2 separate regions of the Anas platyrhynchos genome follow, and region 2 is linked to region 1. Evidence: chromatin contacts called from public Hi-C data. All regions are on one chromosome and are shown on one strand. The core of a region is the stretch at or near the end of the contact, and the rest is flanking DNA. Distances in the headings are between cores, read along the strand shown. Region 1 has its middle 23 kb from the start of TMEM74. Region 2 holds the start of RSPO2 (R-spondin 2).

The links. A called contact is a pair of places that touch in the nucleus more often than the background predicts.
Region 2: a Hi-C map of F1 follicle shows a contact between it and region 1, with 2.2 times the contacts expected there. The contact joins the promoter of RSPO2 here to the enhancer-like site in region 1. A contact is called at or near these places in 4 of 8 Hi-C or Micro-C datasets (F1 follicle, liver, skeletal muscle and 1 more).

Annotation. Positions count from the first base shown.
Region 1 is chr2:18,474,319-18,477,108 of IASCAAS_PekinDuck_T2T, reverse strand. No RefSeq gene overlaps it. Among named protein-coding and RNA genes, the nearest start is that of TMEM74, 23 kb to the right of the region's middle. Within about 2 kb of position 1,403, at least 3 of the 8 cell types and tissues checked have an H3K27ac peak or open chromatin away from gene starts, as enhancers often do. A contact at or near this core is called in F1 follicle, where this site is marked.
Region 2 is chr2:18,721,137-18,723,926 of IASCAAS_PekinDuck_T2T, reverse strand. RSPO2 (R-spondin 2) reads right to left here and starts at 1,363. Exons shown (of 6, transcript XM_027452602.3): 1 at 1,166-1,363; 2 at 335-667. The coding sequence starts at 464.

The DNA of each region.
Region 1 (2,790 bases), core at 154-2,653:
AGAAACTTTTAGAAACATGAAGAGAATAAGTATAATGAAAGTGAATATGTCTGTAAAAGTCGGTTTTATCTGATTTGTGGCTATGCACATTTCTGACTGAAGGGAAGTCCAGAGCACGAGAAAATTATATAACATTCCAGTAAGAGGTAGGATCAGACTTGCTTTCCTCTACTAAGCTTGGAGATTGAAAGCCTGAGGTGTTAGGGCTTACCTATTAGACTCACAGAGAGCCCCAGAATCTTGTAGAGCCCTCACACAAACACATGCTGTTTTAGCTTCACTGCTCTTGTGATCTACCCTGATGGAAAACAGCCTGTTTGGGTATGTCTACATAGATTATAACTGTTATCTGTCTCAGCCTGAACTGGCTCACCCATTCTGAGATCCCACCACTGGGATGCAGCCACTTCCAGGAGGCTGCCATGTACAGCTGAGATGGGTGGACTGGTGTGAGTACAGCTAGGAAGCGTTGCATCAGTACCACAAATGCTGTCAGTGGGGTATATGGTTTTGCTAATATGGATAAGGAGTAGCTGTCACTGTCTGCTGGGAAGGTTTCAGCCAGGTATGCTTTAAAAAGTGGGCAAGGTAAAAAGGACTTATGTGTAGCTGTGGGAAGAAATAGGCAAAGAGTAATTCCATGAACACCCATTTGTCAACAAATGTTATAATACTGTTTTTAATATAAATTTGCTTACATAGCAAAGAGGATTTTCGCTATAGTTTCCAAATACTGAAATACTTTCCTTTGCACTTGTTCACAGTGTGATTATCTCTGCCCCCTGTGGAAGGCTCAAAGACTTATTTCATATCACATCCAAACGTGATATTGTGAAATGTTGAACTGTCTGAGACCTTGGATTTAAAAATAAATTAAGATTTCATTGAAAGAAAGAGTTCCTTAGAAAGTTATTTTGATATAAAATACTTTCAAAGCAGATAGTGCTTAGATGGATGAAGAACCTTGCTAGTTTTCCAAGAGAAAATTATACTATAGTGTTAAGGTGCTGGTAATATGCATATATTATTAGTGAAAGCTTATTCTGGATTTCCAGTCCTTGAAGTAGACATTCTGAACTAAAGAGAATACTGTGAACTTTTTGATGAAAATGTTTCCCTAAATGTGAATGTTTTGATCCAGCTGCTCTGCCAGCACTGCCTCTGAGCATGCGACCCCTCACCCCAAATACCAAGCGGTTCTCTAAAAGGCATTGCACCAATGAAGAGGACAGGAGAGGCGAGTGTCATGTCTTTAACCTTTCCTCCCTCCTATACCCCTCACAACACCGGCTGTCCATCCATCTGCAAACATTTTTTCTAAAGCAAGGGAATCCTGAGAGTCTATCCATCCCAGCCTGATCCTTTCAGGCTGCAGCCTCTCCTCCTTCACAGATGAATAAATGCTGCTCCCTGCTGGAAACTCTCAGTACTGTGCTGGCTGCTGCTGTTTCCTTAAGAAAAGAAGGTTATGTAACGAGTAAATAAATACCTATTAACAAATCAGGCAAATGCAGTCCCCCCAAAAGCAAATGCTCCATGGGCAGCATTGCCACAGCTCCTACTGTCCTCAGGGCCACTTTGCTGCAATGCTTGGAGAGAGCCACAGCAGTGGGCACCCTCTCATCCAAGCACCAATTTTCTCTGGTGGCACGAGAGAATTGAGAGAAGCTGCACCTGGGTGCTGCTCTTCAATCTCAGGTAAAATCCTGTATGTTTACACACCTACAAATGCAGAGCTGTTCTTGTTGACTCAATGCATAAAAAGCCACATTATCTTGTGGACAAATAAACCCTTCCTCATGTATATCTTATATTAAGCATATACATGCAGAGAAGCAGGCAAAGGAAAAGGAATCAGTCTTCTATGACCAATGAACATTCTCAACAATTATGAACTTGATTCCCTAAATTTATGACATCTGAAGCATGTCCACTGACATATGATGGTCGCCTATATGGTGGATCTCCCTGGGAGGAGAGAGAGGAGATCAGGCCATTAACAAGAAGTGAGCTTGCTTGACAAGCTGTCTTGCAAACCCACTTTATGTGGGCTAATTTAAGCAGAAAATACATTTTAATACGTTTAATCGTGTTAATAATGCTGTCTTAAGTTAGGCAAAATTCTGAACATTTGTTACAATCCATTTGACTGAACTTCACATAAGGTGATGGTGGCAGCACCCTTCAGACCCTAATGGGAAGACACTGTGTACTAAATACCTCCACAGAGTACAGATAAATCCTTATTAAACTGAGCCCAAGAGCTGTCAGATCCAGGGAATGCTACTTCCAGCACTCACAGTGCTGCTGTCTTATCTCTCCACAGGCTGTTCCTCTGCACAAGAGGAGGGTACACACTGTGGTGCCAGTGTGCTTAGATGTGTTTGTACCTGTGAAAGGACTGGAAGAACTCTTGTAGGGCACAATACGTAATTTATGGTGTTAATTTAACAGTGTGTATAGTACAACTGCTGTCAGTAATAGAAGTAATGAATATCAACCAAGGAAAAAGATACTTGTAGAGGCAACAGCTATTCAAGGAATAAGAGGCATATCAAAGTATGACAACTTACTTGCCTTCTCCTAAGAGGAGTTGCCTCATTCTTTGCCTTTACTCCTTCCTCAGTTGTGGTTTCTTATTATTGAGACATCTTTTTTTTTGTACCCACTACGTACAATGATTCCTTTATAAATACTGTATTTACTAAGGACTTAAGCCAGTACTTGGTGACGTTGGTGGGCTTAATTTCACTGACTTCAGAGGACTTTGGAACACACTTTCTTTGTGAA
Region 2 (2,790 bases), core at 114-2,613, 250 kb before region 1:
AGGATCCCTCCCGGGGCTCCCCCTCAGCCCAAGCCCCCTGCGCGACCACGACTCCCCCTTAAGCCCTGCGCCCCGCGGGGTTCCCTCAGGTTGCGCGGAGAGGGACCGGGGGGCGTCCTGAACGGTGTCCGCGGAGCACACCGGGGACACTGCAGCCCCCTGGGGAGACCCCCGACGGCTTCTCGGGGTCGCTTCTCGGGGTGAGGGCTAACTGCCCCCCCGGGACGAACATCTAGCCCGACGGCGTTGGCAGCGGCGGTCCCCGTCGGGGCTCAGAGTCCCCAACACGGTGTGTCCCCCCCCAATTTCACCGCCCCCCGGGGGCCGGGCTCACCTGCCCGGGGTGCCTCCGGCGGGAGCCCCCGCTCACCTCTCTTGCTGCGTCTCCAGCGGCTGGCTTGGCAGTGGCCGTAATCCATGCAGTTGAGGATGAGCAGGGCAAAGGAGAAGAGGCGAAACTGCATCCTGGGCCGCTGGGCTGGGCAGCCTCCCTCCCTCCCTTCCTCTGGCGGCGAGGGGCGGCGGGGGCCGGTGCGGGGCTGCGGGCGGCCGGGGAGGGGGCGCCGGAGCTCGGCGGCTGCCGCAGGGCCCGGCGGGGGCTCACTCGCCTCTCACCCCCCTTCCCGCACGCTGCGACCTCCCGGCGGCTTCCAGCATCGCCCCTGCGCTGCGGGGAGAGAGCGGGGAAAAGCTGGGCTCGGGGCTTCCCTCGTCCTCCCCCTCCTCTGTTTCTCCCCGTGGGTGAAAAAATAAAAAATAATAACAAATAGCAAATAAAAAGCCAAGTCCCGGCGGGAGCGGAGTCCCAGAGAGCCCCCCAACTTTTTCTTTTTTTTTTTCCCCCTCGCTCCCTCCCGGCTCCCCGGTGCGCCCCGGGGCCGGGCTGTCAGGCGAGGCAAGGCGCTATTTATCCCGGCGCGGGGGCGCACCCCGCCCACACTCGCCCAGGTCTCGGGCACGGCGGGGCGAAGCCGCCTCCCCTATCCCCTATCCCCTATCCCCTATTCCCCTGCCTTCCCCCGGCGGCCCCGCCGCCAGCTCGCCCCGTCGGAGCCCCGACGGGGCGACAGCTCCGGGCCACATGCAAGCTCTGTGTCCCCCCTCCAAAATAAATAAAATAAAATAAAACATTAATAAAAAAAGACTACAACACAAAACACCCCACCTTCCTCTCTTTATCCTCTCCTCTCGGCGGCAAACCGGGCCGCCGGTGCGCGTCCCCCCCCCGGCCGCCCCTTTTATGCCGGGGGGCGGCCGCGGCGGCGCGGGCAGCGGGGCCGTGCGGGCTCGGCGGGGATGCGCGGGACGTAGGTGGTGCTGTGCTCCCAGCCATGCCGCCCCGCCGCCCCGCCGCCCGGCCCTAGCGCCGCCCGGCGCCGCGCCCCCGCCCTCCGCAGCCCCGGGGGCCCCCAGCGCCCGCCCAGCCCTGCCCGAGCCCCCCCCCGCGGGCTGCTCCCGGCCCCGCCGCTCGCTCCCGCTCCCCGCAACGCCGCCCTGTCCTCGCCCTGAGCTGTTTCGGGAAACCTCGTCCCGCTCGCTTCTCTCCCTCTTTTTTCCTTTTCTCCCACCCCTTTTCTCCTTCCCGCAGTGTGTGGTAATTAAATCTGTTTCCTTCTTTCATCCCTGGTTTTAAGACCTCGAGCCGTTTATTTTCCCCTCTTTTTTTTCTTTCCTGCCAGGTTCCTACAATCTCGCAACCTCCCAAGCCTCTTCGTTGAAACACCACTTTCATTATCCCGGGAAAATCGCTCATGAAGTCCTGAAGTATAAGTTTTGTGAGCGATTTCTAGCGGTTTCTAGCCATATCTCTATTTGGCAAAGCACTCTGTTTCCCTGGTAAGCGGGGACCCAACAGTACAGACAAGCGAGGATGAAGCGAGGAAGCACCCAGGAGGTTCTGGATGCATTTAGCTCGGATCCATGAGGGTCTGTTAACTCCTCATAGCATCAGCTAAACTGACCCCACATCTGGGACACGTTGATTTCTCTGCTTCCCCACAGCACCACGGGTACCGGCAGACCGTGGGCTTCTCAGCTGTAGAGCTGGACCTGTTGGGGTTGACCCACGAACCCCACGGGACATGGGGTGACAGGGAGCAGGTGCATGAAGTGGGGAGGCAGCGAGGGCCTGGCACAGCCAGCACCAAGCCAGCTCCTGCACACCCTGGGCTGGCTCTCTGCTGGGGGTCTCTTTTCCCCTCCACCCGACACTTCTGGTTCTGGGAACGCGGTGCTGAAATCCCTGAGCTGCCTCGGGACACAGCCAGCCAGGGGCTCACAAAAGCAGATGTACTCTTTCCAGAGCAGCAGCGCAACTGCATTCACATGGCACTGTGCCTGAGCTAATAAATCCCGTTAGACCCACGCTGGCTTTTCAGCTGTGGTCTGGACAACCTGACCACAGAGAGATGACGTTTGGCTGTATGGTGTTTGCCATACTGTCCTGAGACTGCATTTAGCAGCGTAATATTCCTCTAACACAGAGAAGCATCGGTGCTCAGTTGGCAGCAGAAGAGTGAGTTAGAAAGAGGCTGAATAACTTGCCTGAAACCCAAAGGCAGGTGTGTGGCAGAGTCAAAACTTGATCCTGGGCTTCCCAAGTTCTTGGGCAGTGCTGTAAGCCCCGGGCTGCCCTGCTTTACACCTACCTGGAGCACAGGAGCAGCGCTGTACTCATGCAACTGCTAGCATGAAATATGAAGACTTCTAAAAATTACATCAAAGTACAGAATAATAGCTTCTGATGATAAATTTGTATTTATGATAACTGTTGTTGAGAGGTTTCAGTGA